Regions from separate parts of the Sus scrofa genome. Here region 2 is linked to region 1. Evidence: chromatin contacts called from public Hi-C data. All regions are on one chromosome and are shown on one strand. Each heading gives the region's core, a stretch centred on a gene start, on an enhancer-like site or on the middle of the called end of the contact. The rest is flanking DNA. Distances are from core to core; before and after follow the strand shown. Region 1 holds the start of LOC110255247 (zinc finger protein 501-like). Region 2 holds the start of LOC110255918.

Region 1 (7,430 bases), core at 3,068-5,567:
CTCAGTGGGTTAACGATCCGGCGTTGCCGTGAGCTGTGGTGTAGGTTGCAGACGCGGCTCGGATCCCGCGTTGCTGTGGCTCTGGTGTAGGCCAGTGTCTACAGCTCCGATTCAACCCCTAGCCTGGGAACCTCCATATGCCTCAGGAGCAGCCCAAAGAAATAGCAAAAATAAATTTAAAAAAATGTAGTTTTGGCAGGCATTCTTAAGAAATACATTTATTCATTAAAAACATCGTGCATAAAATTAAAAGCCAAAATAAAACTTGGAAAATTATTTGTAACACGTGTGTCAGAAAGAAAGATTTAATACCCTTCCTATGTTGAGCGTTTATATCAGAAAGAAACGGCGAATGACAGGATCAAATATCCTTTGATAAAGGACATGGGAAATAATTAGCAGCCCTTTGTTTTCTAAATGAATAAGCTGCAAACGCGTGAAAATATGCTCAGCTCATTCTTAACTAGAAAAACACAAATGAAAACAGCAAAGTGCCGTCTTCACTGACTGAATTGGCCAAGTGTTTTTTTTGTTTTTATTATTATGGTTTGTTAATGGGCAGTGCCCTGTGTGGCCATAGGTGATAATGAGGAGGTTCAAACTCGGTCCCTCTGAGGATAGAGGTCTCCTTGGCCCCAATCACAGATTCATTCCTTCAACCAAAGTTTACCGAGCACCTGCTATGTGCCAGGCACAGCCTAGACTCTGGAGCTTCCCCTGAGAAAGGAACATTTGTGCAAAGACCTGAACGTGAGAAGTGAGCCGTGTGGCTGTCCGTGGAAAAGGTCTCCCAGGCAGAGGAAACAGCACTGCGAGCCTTGAAGATGCAGCTCGTCCAGGGGTCAGAGCCCAAGGGGCTCACGGGGGGCAGCTGAGGGTGAGTGTTGGGAGGAGGTCAGAGGAGGTGGGTTTGAGGGGGCCTCTGCAGGGCGCAAGCGCGGTGGGAACGGGTGGGGAACGGGTCGATTGGGTGTTAGCTGATCCCTCTGGCTGACCGAAGGGCCAGAGTGCAGCTTCCGCAACAACCCAGGTGAGAAGGGATGCAGGGTTGGGGCCTGAACAACTGAAGGGATGAAGCCGTCCTCTGCGGAGGTGGGAAACCTCAGAGGGGCAGGCGTGGGGGGAGTATTCGAGCTCGGTTCTGGTCACAGATTTGGAGGGAAGATGTTGAGTGGCAGGTAGCCCTGTTGCCCAAACTTGGCCTCTGTCTTCAGGCACCTAATGGAAATGCAGATACAGAGTTTTGGAAGGAGGAAAAGACAGCTTTGATTGCTTTGCCAGGCAAAGGAGGCCACAGCAGGCTAATGCCTTAAAGACCGCGCCCTCCATTGGGAAAAACTGCCAGGAGTTTTGTCGTAAAAAGGAGAAAAACGGCTTTTCAGATAGGAATCAGGATTGGGACAAACTGGCATTCCTCTTTCTTTGGGGAATCTTAGTCATCAAAGCTGACGTCAGGGGATCTTGGCCTGATCGCGGCGGTGGTCTTCCGGGTCATTGCCTCGAATAACTGTACTTGTGAAAAGGGCCTACTTTTTGTTTTGTTTTGTTTTTGACTTTTTGCCATTTCTAGGGTCGCTCCCGTGGCATATGGAGGTTCCCAGGCTAGGGGTCAAATCGGAGCTGTAGCCGCCGGCCTACGCCAGAGACACAGCAACGCAGGATCCGGGCTGCGTCTGTGACCTACACCACAGCTCACGGCAACGCCGGATCCTTAACCTACCGAGCAAGGCGAGGGGTTGAACCTGCAACCTCATGGTTCCTAGTCGGATTCGTTAACCACTGCGCCACAGTGGGAACTCCTGAAAAGGCCTATCGATCAGAGAGTAGAACAAACTAGGAAAGTTCCTGAAAAATGGCATGTGCTAAGATCTTTAACCCACAGGCAACTGTGCTCAGGGCGCCTAATTTTTAGCTTATAGGTGATTGTGTTTAGGGTACAATCAAGCCAGGGAGAAGGACAAGGAAGGACTCTAAGCTGTTCCCTTTTAAAGCATTCATTTCTAAAAGAAGCATGAGGAATATGACTTTTCTCCTATGTGGATAAGGTGCCTGTGTCATTACGTGGATCCCCTGAGAGGGAACCAGGATCCTACCCCAAGGCTGCACTGTTGTTTCTTGATGGCTCCTCCCGGGTCTCTGCCTCCCCTCCCTTCCCTGATCAGCAACTGTCTGAACCTGCCCCTTAGAACTCAGGGAAGGCCATGGAGGCTGAATGAAGTCCATTTCCTAAAAGCAAGAAATGGGGTACACAGAAAAGCTTTTGTGCTCAGGAGCCCCCAGGGCCCTGCTCGGTTATAGACCTAGAAGCCTGAGGGCACTGAAATTGAGGTACCTCTGCCTTGGAATTCCCAGCCTCCAGGACTATGAGAAATAAATTCCTGTTCTTATAAGCTCTTTTATATCACTTTTTGTTTTCTTTATTTGACAAGGATTAAAAATGATATGGTAGGGAGTTCCTATTGTGGCTAAGCAGTGATGAACCCAACTAGTACCCATGAGGATGCAGGTTCAATCCCTGGCCTCACTCAGAGGGTTAAGTATCCAGTGTTGCCGTGAGCTGTGGCCTAGGCTGGTAGCTGCTGCTCTGACTCGACCCCTAGCCTGGAAACTTCCATATTCCGCATGTGCGGCCCTAAAAAAAAAAAAAAAAGAAAAAAGATAAGCTAACCCGTCCCATCCTATTATATTTTTTATTGCTTTTCATGAATTGCCTTCAATTTTGGAAAAAAAAAATATAATATATATATATAAATAAATATATAGGTTAAATACTCACTGATTCGTGTTTGTATTATATGTATACAATCCTTGTGTTTGTATTATATATATAGTACAAACATACAAATTGGTGAATATTTTACCCATATTATATATAGTAAGGGACCATTAAATATTAATCATTAAGAAAGTATTTGGAATTACCTTTTGTCCTTTTTATTCAACAAATATTTCTTGAGCACTACCGCGTTTCAGGGTACTGTCCGAGGCTCTTTTTCTTACCGGTGAAGTGCCATAGCCTTGACTCTGCACTGCACTCTTCCATTTTTTTCATCTTGATAGTGTCACTGATGGCACGTTCTCCCCATGCTGCACCTTATGCCAGTTTTGCTATATTTGATGTGTGATCCGCTCTGAGGTGCTGTCTGCTTCTATGCCCTATGCTTACCTTTTGTGAGTTGATATAATTCTTATCATGTAACCTGCCTATAAATTGCAAAACATGTATTTAAAACCTTTGTGTGATAAAGTGGTAATTCTAATTCATGGTGGGAATTTTGGGAAATATGGAGAAACATAGGATAAAAAATTTTTTAAAGCCTATAATCCCTGAAGACAAAAATAGCCACTGTTAATAGTTTAGTGTAGTTCCTTCTAGTCTGTCTTTTCTTTTCTTTTTTTTTTATGGCCTCGACGGCAGCATATGGACGTTTCCTGGCCAGGGATTGAAGTGGAGCTGCAGTTGCGGCAACGCAGGATTCTTTAACCCACTGCCCAGGGCTGTGGATGGAACCCGCACCTCCACAGCGACCCAAAATGCTGCAGTGGGATTCTCAACCCACTGTGCCGCAGCAGAAACTCCGTGGTTTTTTTCTATATGTACTTTTCTGTATTTTCCAAGTTTTGCATAATGAACAAGGCTTCAGAAATATTTGCAGTTACAGTAGGGTTCTATCATGCCCTTTGCATGCCTGGCCAGAGAGAGAAAATAAGAAAATAAACAAGATAGGTCTCCCCACTGTCACCGCTGCAGTGACCCCAAGACAAGGACTGGATTGTTCTCAGGGGCTGCAGTCCCTCGTGGGTCTGCCCCGCTCCCCATCTTCCCTTCTCAATCCAGGCTGCCTGACCTCTTGGCAGACTAAAAACGAACATAGCCAACCTCTGGCTGGCTTCTGAAGTGTTTGTTGAGAAATGCCACTCATAATAATTTCTTAATGTCTAATACCCATCTCTTCGTTCCATTGTTCCCGACTGTGTCATACATATCTTTTTACAATTTGTTAGAAACAAGCATCCAAAGGACCACAGCGTCCTCTACCGTCTGTAACATTTTTATACCGTTCTTTCTGCTCCTGGCCTGTGCCGGGAGGCGGCTGCACCGCGCGCGCCAGTGTCCAGAAGCGGTACCGCTAGCTCCGAAGCTATCCTAACCTGACACAAGCTGCAGCGTCCACCACCAGCACAGTGGGAGGGAGCAGGCGTGGGCGGCTACCATGGAGATTCGGTGCGCGGTCCTGATTGGCTACCAGAGGGCGAGGTTCCGGGGACTTCTGGGAAAAGGGAAATCCTAGAGACGGAAAGCGGAAGCGGCGCGTCCCGAGGCATTCTGGGAGTCGCAGTTCGTCCGGGGCAACTTCTGCCTCAGGCTGGTTGCAGCCGGCGCCCCGGGCCAGCGCAGCCTGGGCACCAGCCATCCTGCCCCCTCTCCGGCCGGGAGAAGCGGGCGCTGGGCTCTGGGGCTCCCTGAGCCCGCGGAGGCCAGCGCCCAGGGCGCACAAGAAGAGCAGGGGTGGAAGAAGAAAGGAATTTCAAGGAGGGCATTGCTTAAAGGGACGTTTGGACAGAGCCAGTTTCGGTGCTGGGCCGCAGCTCTGCCTAATTTTAATCTCAGGACTGCAGCCTGCGACCCGTGGACGGTGAGTCTTTGCCAAGATGTTTGGTTGGAGACCCCAAATTTGTCCTGAAAGAGCTGTTTTTTTTTTTTTTTTTTTTTGGAGGATTTGTGAAGGACTTGCATTCATCCCTACGCTATAATTACACTTTTCAAGATCTACTTTCTTAAGACTTGCTGAAAGTTTTTTGAGCACGCACATCTTTATTTAATTAAGGAAACAAGGTATTGGCTTCCACAATTTAAGTGACCACTTATTTGCGATTCTCAGAGGGTTCAATTTGGTAGAAAAGGAAAGAGGAACGGTTCCTTGCCTGCCTTTGTACCAGGGTATCTCCCATGTTTATGATTGGTGAAAATGTCAACCCGCGCCGAGAGAAACACGGAGACAGAGTTTTGAGTGAAGGGGAAAAAATAGCTTTTATTGCTTTACCAGGTAAGGGAGGCCACAGCAGGCTAATGCTTTAAAGACTGTGCCCTCCTCTGGGGAAGAATTGTGGGGCGTTTTATAGTCTAAAGTAAAAACAGAGTTTCAGATAAGAATCAGGGTTGGGGCAGACATGCATTCTTCTTTCTTTTGGGGAATCTTAGTCATCCAAGCTGGTGTCAGGAGATGTTGGCCTGATCTTGGTGGTGGTCTTCTGGTCATTGCCTAGAATAACAGTACTTGCGAAAAGGGCATATTGATCAGAGATTAGAACAAACTAGGATAATTCCTGAAAGACATCACGTGCTAATAATCTTTAATCCATAGGCAGTCATGCTCAGGATGCCTAATCTTTAGCTCACAGATGATTGTATTTGGGTTACAATCAAATGAGGGAGAAACACAAGGAAGGGCTCCAAGCTCTTTAGTTTTCAAGCATTCATTTCTAAAGGAAGCGTAAGGAATATAACTTTTCTCTTAACTGTATATGGTGCCTGTGTCATTATGTGTATCCCTTAAGGATCGTGTGTACACCCTTCTGCCTCAAGGCTTGACTGTTCCTCCCTTGTCTTTGGATCTGCTCCCTTCCCTGATCAGCAGCTGTCTGAACCTGTCCCTTAGAACTCAGGGAAGGCCATGGAGGCTGAATGAAGTCCATTTCCTAAAAACAAGAAATGGGGGACACAGAAAGGCTTTCTGTGCCCTGGAGCCCCACAGGGCCCTACTCACTTATCACAATGCTCTTGCTCTAGTTAATGATTCTACCCAAAAGTTTACTGTGATCTTGGATCGCCCTTCACACTGCCCTTCCGTTTCCAGCCAGTGTGATGACACCTCTTTCTGCGTCTCTGTAAGTGTCCTTTCCCTCTAGCGTTGCAACTCGTCTCTTCTATTGTTTGGAGGGCTGTAAGTCTTTGTCCTTCAACACAAAGACATCTGGGCGACTCAGATTATGTTGATTATATTATTGATAGTCCTAATACTTTGAAATTTGCAAAATATTTGTGATGACAGTTTTTTTTTTTTTTTTTTTTTTTGCTATTTCTTGGGCCGCTCCTGCGGCATATGGAGATTCCCAGGCTAGGGGTCGAATCGGAGCTGTAGCCACCAGCCTATGCCAGAGCCACAGCAACGCGGGATCCGAGCCGCGTCTGCAACCTACACCACAGCTCACAGCAATGCCACATTGTCAACCCACTGAGCAAGGGCAGGGACCGAACCCGCAACCTCATGGTTCCTAGTCAGATTCGTTAACCACTGTGCCACGATGGAAACTCCTGTGATGACAGTTTTGATTTTGTTTCATATTTTCCCATGAGCAGGATTCTCAGTTTCTAAAATTAGTCTTGGCCAAGGAAAGAATTGTGGAGATACTGTGAGATATTGAGGGTCTCTTGAGACACTTACTCAGATGAGGGATGATTCTGTATGTGAATGTTTAGGAGGAGAGGAATCTAAAATGTTGTCCAAGGAGATCTCCTTAATGCCTTAGGCTCTGCTGTTCTGTTCAGATTTGCACCTTCTCAACTATTACTGCATTCTATATTGCTTTTTCAGGTGCTGTTTCTAGCTCCTCAGTGGCTTCTCTCCATGTGCTGTCACTGCCATTTCTTCTTGTGGCTCATTTTCTAGTACTGCTGTGTGGCTCTGTTGTTACTTGGCTTTTGACCAGGTACCTGCCCATTCTCTCATTTAAGCTCTGTCTAGTTTCCAGATCACTGTGGTAGTATAGTGGACAAAGCTTTAGTTCTGTTTCTGACCATCTCATTAATAACCTCCCTAGTTATTAATCTTTAGGTTCATCACATAACCTCTCTAGTTCTAAACTTATTTATATTTAAATGAGAAGGTTAAACTTGTATATCTGTAAAAAAAAATTTTTTTTAAGCTTTCAGAATCTTTGTGGCATTGCCTCTTGGGTCAACCTCTTTCCTACCACTTCACACTGCTCCACTGGTTCATTATCTTCACAGATTACAAGATTGTTCTTATGCATCCTAATTTTAGTGAGGTTATTTCCTTTCTCCTGAGTGCAGTTCCCCTAATCCCAACACAGAAAATATGTTTTTATAATTTTTTATTCCCCTTAGATTTGAAGATCAGAGCAGATACCAGAGAGAAGACCAGGAGATTGTACTTTAGAGTGATCAGCCCCATCATAGTCATCATGGAAGGGCTCAGAAGGGATGTGCCCAGAGGATGTTTATTTGAGGAAAGCTGTGAATGTGAGGCCAAGGTAGAAAAGCAAAAGGATAACTCTCTGGGCAAGATTTCGAGAGACTCTCTTACCCAAATGACTGGTTTTCAGCAAATTATTGTTGCCCACGAGGAAATAGCACTTGAGAAAAATGGGCATATTTTTAAGGAATTTGAAAGAACTTTTGATCAAAG
Region 2 (7,430 bases), core at 3,639-6,138, 54 kb before region 1:
GTAGAATTACCATTATTATATGGAAATAATACCGAGTTTTGAATGTTGATCTTATATCCCGGTGTCTTGCCGAACTTTACAGCATATGGTACACAGTTTCGCATTTTTGATGGATTCCGTAGGGTTTCTCTTCCTTTCAAATACAGGCGGATGCTTTGCTCGTTTGTTTTGCTTTACGGCATCGGTCACACCTCTTACCCCATGTTGAATAGAAGCGGGGAGAGTGGACATTCTCGCCTTGCTTCGGATCCGCCCTTCACCACTGAAGATGGCCTAGCTCTAGGTTTTACACACGTGCCCTTTGCCAAGGGCAGGAAATTCCCTTTCCAGTTCTTGATTGTGAAGATGTTTTGTCACGAACAAATATCGGTTTTGTCAAATGCCCTTTACTTTTGTCTTTGAGGGCCGCACCCACACTATATGGAAGTTCCCAGGCCAGGGGCTGAATCGCAGATGTGGCTGCCAGCCTCTGCCACAGCCGGAGCAGCACCAGACCTGAGCTGCATCTGAAGCGACACCACAGCTCACGGCAACGCCAGATCCTTAACCCACTGGATGAGGCCAGGGGTGGAACCCACGTCCTCACAGATGCTAGCTGGGTTCGTTACCCCTGAGCTACAAGGGGAAGTCCAAGTGCTTGTTCTGAGGTGGTCATGCGGGTTAGTTCTTCATTCTATAAAAAGGGTATCCGCTACTTCACTGTGGGAGGTTAAGCCAACATTGGATGCCATGCCTTCCTGCAAGGGGAGTGATTTTAACTATGGCTAGATTTGGTCCATTAACGCTCCGTGAAGGATTTGGGGTCTGTGTTCCTGAGGCTTATCGGGCCATGGCTTCTTTTCTTGTGATGCCTTTGGCTGGATTATCCAGATAATTCTTCACCGAATGAATCGAGCTGCAGTCCCTCCGCTTCAGTTTTCGGAGTGGTTTGTGAAAGGTGAGTATCTTCTCCCTTTGGCGTTTGCTAGAAGTCACCCCCGCGGTCCCCTGGCTTCGCCTCATGGCATGAAGTTGTCCCCAGTGTTGTGGTGGACGTTTACTGTCTGCAGGGTCAGCAGCGATGACCCCTCTTTTACTCCTGGTTCTGGTCACTTTTGTCCTCTTTTTTCCCCTCACGTTGCTTTTGCTTCACAGCACCTGCTCCTCGCCGTGGACGCTGCCTCTTAAACTGACGCCCCGTCTCTCCCTTTGGGGGCTCATCGAACTGGGGCTTCCGGTCACCTGATGACACGGCTCTGCGCCCAGCTCGGGGGCTGGCATGTAAGAGCTCTGTCCATGCCAGCCTCCCCCCACCTTTGTGTTTTCCATGACCCCGGGCCTTGATGAGCTCCCCATGGGGCCTGGATACAAAAGACCCAGCCTGGTTTCGCTGCCGCTGATGGAGCGCCGCCAGTGGGACTCACAGAGGCATCCTCTCCACGCAGCGAGCTGGAGTTGGCGCCTCGGCAGAGGGCGACTCTCCATCCTGCCTCCTGCAGGGCGTGACGCTGAGATGGGGCTGGGGCTGGCATGCCGTTGGCACAGGCGGCTTGGTGGGTCTCGCCTCCGGGAACACAGCTGGGTCTTGGTGCCAGGCCAGAGTGCAGGGCAGGGGACGTTGGGCTTGGCGGTGTCTGAGTGCCCTGCTGGTCCCAGGCCACACTGGACTCGCGCCCCAGCTCAGTCCTGCTGACTGCAGCTTCTAGGCTGGGGGGTGACCACAGTGAGAATCCCAGTCAGACCTTTGCAAATTAGGGCCACGCAGACTGACCCTCACATCCTGGCTTTTCTATTCTCCTGTCCCCCTTAAGGAGCCAACATGAAAACTTTGTTTGAGTCAAATACAGTCTAGTTCCTGATGCTAGTTATAGACAGAAACAGGCCTACAAACTTGTTGACTGGCTGGAGCATGGGAGCTCTGTGCCCTACCTAGTTAACATTTTTTCCCCACCTAAACTGATTAGATTAGGTGTAAACAGTGGGCCAGGAACTCCACGCCTGGGATGCTGATGGCCTGGGAGGCGGCCCTGTCTGGAGGAAGGGATCTCTAGCAAGAGTAGGGAAGTGCTTGGATTTAAAAACACGAAGGAGTTCCCGTCGTGGCGCAGTGGTTAGCGAATCCCACTAGGAACCATGAGGTTGCGGGTTCGGTCCCTGCCCTTGCTCAGTGGGTTAAGGATCCGGCGTTGCCATGAGCTGTGGTGTAGGTTGCAGACGCGGCTCGGATCCCACGTTGCTGTGGCTCTGGCGTAGGCCGGTGGCTACAGCTCCGATTGGACCTCTAGCCTGGGAACCTCCATATGCAGAGGGAGCGGCCCAAGAAATGGCAAAAAGACAAAAAAAATAAAATAAAATAAAATAAAAACAAGGAATGTGGGCCCTGCCCAGGCCTTGAGTTTTCAGGGACCTCCAGCTTTGGAGACCTACTCGTGCAGATCCTGGGGAGTCTTACCAGGGACACATCCATGAGGCTGACGACGCCAGGCCCATCCAGGTCCTGTCTCCTCGGAGCCCAGGCTATAAGTGCTCTGATGTGGCCCCGGGCACCTTTCCAGGTGAGTTCAGGTGTTTCAGCAGCACGGAGGCTGCTCTGGTCTCCTCACGCTTGTGCCATCTCAACCCCCACCCTGCGCCCCTGCCCAGCGACCCCAGGAAGGCAGGAGGCCTGTGGCTCTACTGGGGCCACACAGACTGTGCAGGGAGACCCCACACTGCATTGCAGCTGCTGGCATGGTTGCTAGGGGAGGCAGAGCCCGTGTGGCCCTCCTGCGGTGGTGGCTGTGACGGGCCCTCTGGCTTCCCAGACACCTTGGCCTGGCCACCTGCCCGGCCCCCTCCCCAGCAGACCAGCCGGACGTGTGGCTCGATCTGGGGACCTGCCTCTCCCCACGTGTGCCCGCCTCCCCTCTCCAGAGTCTCAGGGTGAGTAAATCAGACACGGATGCTGGGGTGTATACGGCCTCTGCTCTGCAGGTGTTGCAGGAAGGGGGTCCCCTTCCAGGGCCCGAGCGTGGGGTCGTCTGATGCTCAGAGATGAATTGTCTGAGGAGACACACGTGCTGACAAGGGAAAGACCACCGGGAAGGGACAGCTGCCGGGCGAGGGGACCCAGGAGAAGGGCTCGGCCACGTGGCTCGCAGCCCCAGGCTTCATGAGTGGGGTTAGTGTCGGGGGGGTCTCTGGCCAGTCGTCTTGCACTTGGTCTGGCCCAGGGTCCTCCCTGGTGGCGCGAGCACCTCTCAGCCAAGGCGGACTCCAGCGCCGAGTGTCCTGGGAGGCTGGCCACCTGGCCCTTCCTCCTAGCCCCTCCCGAGTCCCGGGTCCCGTCTGTCTTCTGGGGGGCACTGGGGTTCCCTACTGGGGCTCCTGCTGTGAGACGACTCATGCCAGTGGCTCCTTCAGTGCTGCCAAGGTGGACGGTTTGGTCAGTGGCCCCCTAACCCTGGGGAAAGTCCAGATGTGAGCAGGCAGAACGCTGGGACCCCCAAACAGGGGGCCCCCCATGCCTCTCTGTCCTCTGGAGAGGGTGGGAGGCCCTAACCTCCAGAGGGCGGGGCTCAGCTCTGTGTCCCCAGGCTTCGCTGTCCTTCTCCACCCTCTTTGCCACCCTGCTTCTCTGGTGCCGTGCTCCCGAGCTCCCGCTGTGTGACTGGGGCGGCCTGCCGGGGGGTCGCGGCGCCCTGCGCTGCCGCCGGAGGAGGAGCAGCAGCGAGGGCAGGCGGGCGCCGCTGCGGCCGCGGAGGGTCGGTCCGGGCTGAGGAGGAGACGGATGCTCCTGCTGCGCCCACAGCAGGCGAGGGGCGTCTGGGCTGCGTCCCGGGCTGTGCAGGCGAGGAGCTGGGCTGCTCGACGGCGGCCACACGGCCTCAGCCCTGCCCGAACCTCTTCCGCCGTGTCTGCATTTTCTACAGATGACACACAGGCAAGCGAAGAAAATGGAAAGATCAGGAAAGGTGACGACACGCGTCCTGCTGCCAGCCCCCAGCCGTGGTGCGGCCGTCTGCGCGCCCGTGGGCATCTTTGCCTATCCGACTTGCGTGTCAGGACCTCAGATCTCAATAATCCCTGCCTTCTTCCCGCAGACACCTCTTTCCCTCCCCCATCTCGCGCGGGCTCTGCTTCACCACGGCCCTGTCCTCTCAGTCGTGGTCCCTCTGCCTCTGGGGCCGGGCCGAGGCTGGCCTGACCCTGGTCCCCTCCCGGCGCTGGGGCTGTGGGCGGGGCTGATCCCAGGCCCTGCCCACCCTCCCTGTCGGAGCTGCCGACCCAAGCTCCGCGCCCGAAGCAGGGAACAAGCACAGCCACGAAAATGACAAGTGGGCCATTTTTCTGGAATCTGAGAGCTGTTAGCTCACCAGGCGAGCTCGGCATGGGTAAGAGCTGAGCTGCTGTGTTTTCATGAGACCGAAGGCGCAAATGGCCCTCGGAGGCGTCGGGAACACGCTGCGGTTCACGGCGAGGTCACTGCCCTCGCGGATACTGTGCTGGTCCTTGTTTACATTCCGACCCCAGACCTCCAAATTCCTGACATTGTTGGGAACTCAGGGGCAGAGACCAGCATGAAGTTCTAAACCTCCCCCCTCCGCCCCCCCGCCGATGCTGGGACGTCCCGCGGGGCCTCGGACAGACAGACCCCGGTGCAGACAGACGCCGCCTGCCCTGTGGGTGGCAGGGTCCCGCCCGCCCCGGAACAGCAGGGCGTCAGGGAGAGTGGAGGAGACAGTGTCCGCAGGGCTGACCGGCAGGGCCGATGGGCCTGGCCAGCTCTTCGCTCCAGACATCCCAGGGCTGTCAGCACACCCCCTCTGCTCAGGGGCAAAGCCTCGGGGGCAGGGGCTCATCGTGGCTCCTGGCCTGTGGGGGAACCAGGAAACACTCTGTCCTGGTCCTGGGTGTCCCTGTCCACTCCGGGTGAAGGGGCCTCGGAAGAAGGGATGTGGGCAGCTCTGCTGGGAAGCACCTGTGACGGCGACTGTGCTTTTGCTGTTGGACCCCGTTGGGAAACCTCGGCAAGGACACGGCTGAGACAGCGCACAGGGTCAGGGCGGCCGATGGGGAAGCGAGGGAGGGCAGACCCAGAGCCGACATGGACGCTGGTGGGGGGCGGGCAGAGCTGGAGCCTGACCTGGACCTTTCGGTGGGGAGGGTGGCAGGGACGGACCCTCAGCCGACGTGGATGTAGCAGGGTTGCGGGGGGGGGAGGTCTGTGCCTTAGGAGGAGTGGGTCCTGGGTCCCTAGGCTCTGCCCCTGTCTGGAAGCAGCCATGCAGGGGTACTGGGGTTCTCTCACTCCCAGACCAGCCTGGCTGGATTCATTCACACGGATGTCCAGGCACAGCCTGGAAAGGAAACTCGGCTGGACGTTTCCTCAGAGGAGACCCCCCCCCCCAGCCCCGTGCCTGGCAGGGAGGGACAGGCAGGGCCGTGGCTCGGGGCCCCGGACGGCAGGGTCAGAGCAAGGAGCCCGTCCTGCCTCATCAGGTTTGGCTCAGACATGGGCATGTGTTTATGGGGCTGTGGATGGGGGGCCCCAGTGGGGCAGGCTGGCAATGCCACCAAGTGAGGAGACCCAACGTCTGGGAAAGGAAAGCCGCTTCTCTGACGGCGAGGCTACGGGCCCAGGGGTGGGGTCGGGAGGCCAGCACACAGGCCTGGTCTCCTCAGGGGCGGCCAGAGCCGGGGTGGGGGGGCGCCCAGGGCTGCAGCCCAGGGCCCTGTCACTCAGAGGCCACATGGTCCGGGGAGGACGCACACCACGGGGAAGGCCTGACAGCCTGCCTGAGCAGAGGCTGGGGTCCGGGGCGGCCACCTCCAGGCTCCGGTGGCCATCAGAGCCCACTATCCAAGACTCTGCTTTGCGACCTCAAATGAGAGATGCTTCCCCAGTGAAAACCCGCTAATGGGCGCGCACTTTGCTGGTGCCCCAGGCCGCTTTTCCAGCCGCTTTCTGCTCATGTCACCAGCACGTTCCCCGAAGTGACCACAACGGTAACTGGAAGCACAAAGGCAGGGCCCACCCCCGCTTTCTCTGTTCCCCGTTTTCTCACCACTTCTTGTTAAGTCTGGGTTTGCTTCTCTCACTTTCCTCTCACGTCCTGGATCCACTGTGTCCGCCTGGCACTTTTTTATTATTAAATACCTCATTTCAAAAGCGCGGACGAGAGGGTGCTGGGTCACGTCTGCACTCCTGTCCTCACCCCTCGGGTGGGAGGCGGCGCGAGGGCCCCACGGTGGCCGCTGGTCCCCTTCCTGCAAGTGCTGGTGCTGGGAGCTCAGTGGGGCCTCGGGGGGTGGGGGGCGTGCTGCCCGGCCCCCTGCCCCGGCCCGTTTCACCCTGGGCCCTCCCCAGGGCAGTGGAGAGGACCCAGTCCTCGAGCCCCCTGGTTACATTAGCCCCCCGGACTTTGCTCCCTCCTCCGGGAGCCAAGGGAACACAGGCAGGCAGGTTTCAAATCCCACCCCTTCCGTCGGTTCCCTGCCCTCCCCTCCCCGTGCTCCCCCAGCCAACCAGGAACCCCTTTGGGGAATGTTTGCAAGGAGCAGGGCCTCATCCTTCACCACAAGCTGGTCCACCCCCGGGCTCACCTCCCTTGAACCCTGGTGTCCCCTGGGGTCAGAGGGTTCCTGGGGGTCCTTATTTGCCTTTCTTTTCAAGGCCTCTGTTTATTCAGTGCCTACTAGCAGCAAGTGCTGAGAATAAGTGTATAAATAAGACTGAATCATCATCTTTAAGGAAAAGCAAAATAAAGCATGTTGCAGTTCCCTTGTGTCGCAGCGGGTTAGGGGTCCAGCCTTGCCCCAGCTGTGGCAGAGGTCTCAGCTGGGCATCAGGAATTCGGTCCCTGGCCCCAGGAACTTCCACATGCTGTGGGTGCAGCCAAAAAAAAAAGACCGCGTCCTTAAGCTCTACACCTGAAACTAATTCCAGCTAAAGCACTACGGTTCAATCGAACAAAACAAAGCAAAGAGAGAAAGAAAACCAGAATACCTCCCTCGCTATCCCTGCTTGCCTGGTCAGGGGCGGAGAGCTCGGTGAGAGAGACGCCTCTTTGGGAATCTGGTGGGTGTGAAGTGGTCTCTCACGGGGTTTATTTGCCTTTCCCCGATTAGTACTGCGTGGACCCGCAGGCACTCAGGACCCGCCTCTGCATCTGCCTTTTCTTGGCTGCAGTGCCCGATGGACGCGTGGGAGCTGCCTGCCTTTTCCTTTGTGATGGCCCCTTCCTATCCTGACAAACCTTTCCGGGCCTTGTGTGCCTGCACAGAGATCCCCTTAGCTTTTATTTTCTCGGTTCTGATTTTCACACACAAGTGCTCGCTCATCTGGAAGCAATCTTTCTGTGTTTGGGCGAGGATAGGGATCCAGTTTCACTTTTTTAGATGCATAACCAGCTCCTGGCCCTGCTCGCTGGTCTGCACTGGAGCTTCCATCTGCTTCTGGGCTCTGCCCC

The links. Hi-C and Micro-C count contacts between places; a contact is called where the count stands out from the background.
Region 2: a Hi-C map of blood shows a contact between it and region 1, with 2.4 times the contacts expected there. The contact joins the promoter of LOC110255918 here to the promoter of LOC110255247 in region 1. A contact is called at or near these places in 1 of 5 promoter capture datasets (liver), 4 of 47 Hi-C or Micro-C datasets (blood, heart right ventricle and skeletal muscle) and 2 of 2 datasets of contacts at active chromatin or transcription factors (alveolar macrophages and skeletal muscle).

What each region holds. Positions count from the first base shown.
Region 1 is chr12:129,140-136,569 of Sscrofa11.1, reverse strand. It overlaps LOC110255247 (zinc finger protein 501-like), which reads left to right and starts at 4,317. Exons shown (of 6, transcript XR_002336882.1): 1 at 4,317-4,637.
Region 2 is chr12:183,638-191,067 of Sscrofa11.1, reverse strand. LOC110255918 reads left to right here and starts at 4,888. Exons shown (of 2, transcript XM_021066329.1): 1 at 4,888-7,039. The coding sequence starts at 4,914. The coding sequence ends at 5,879.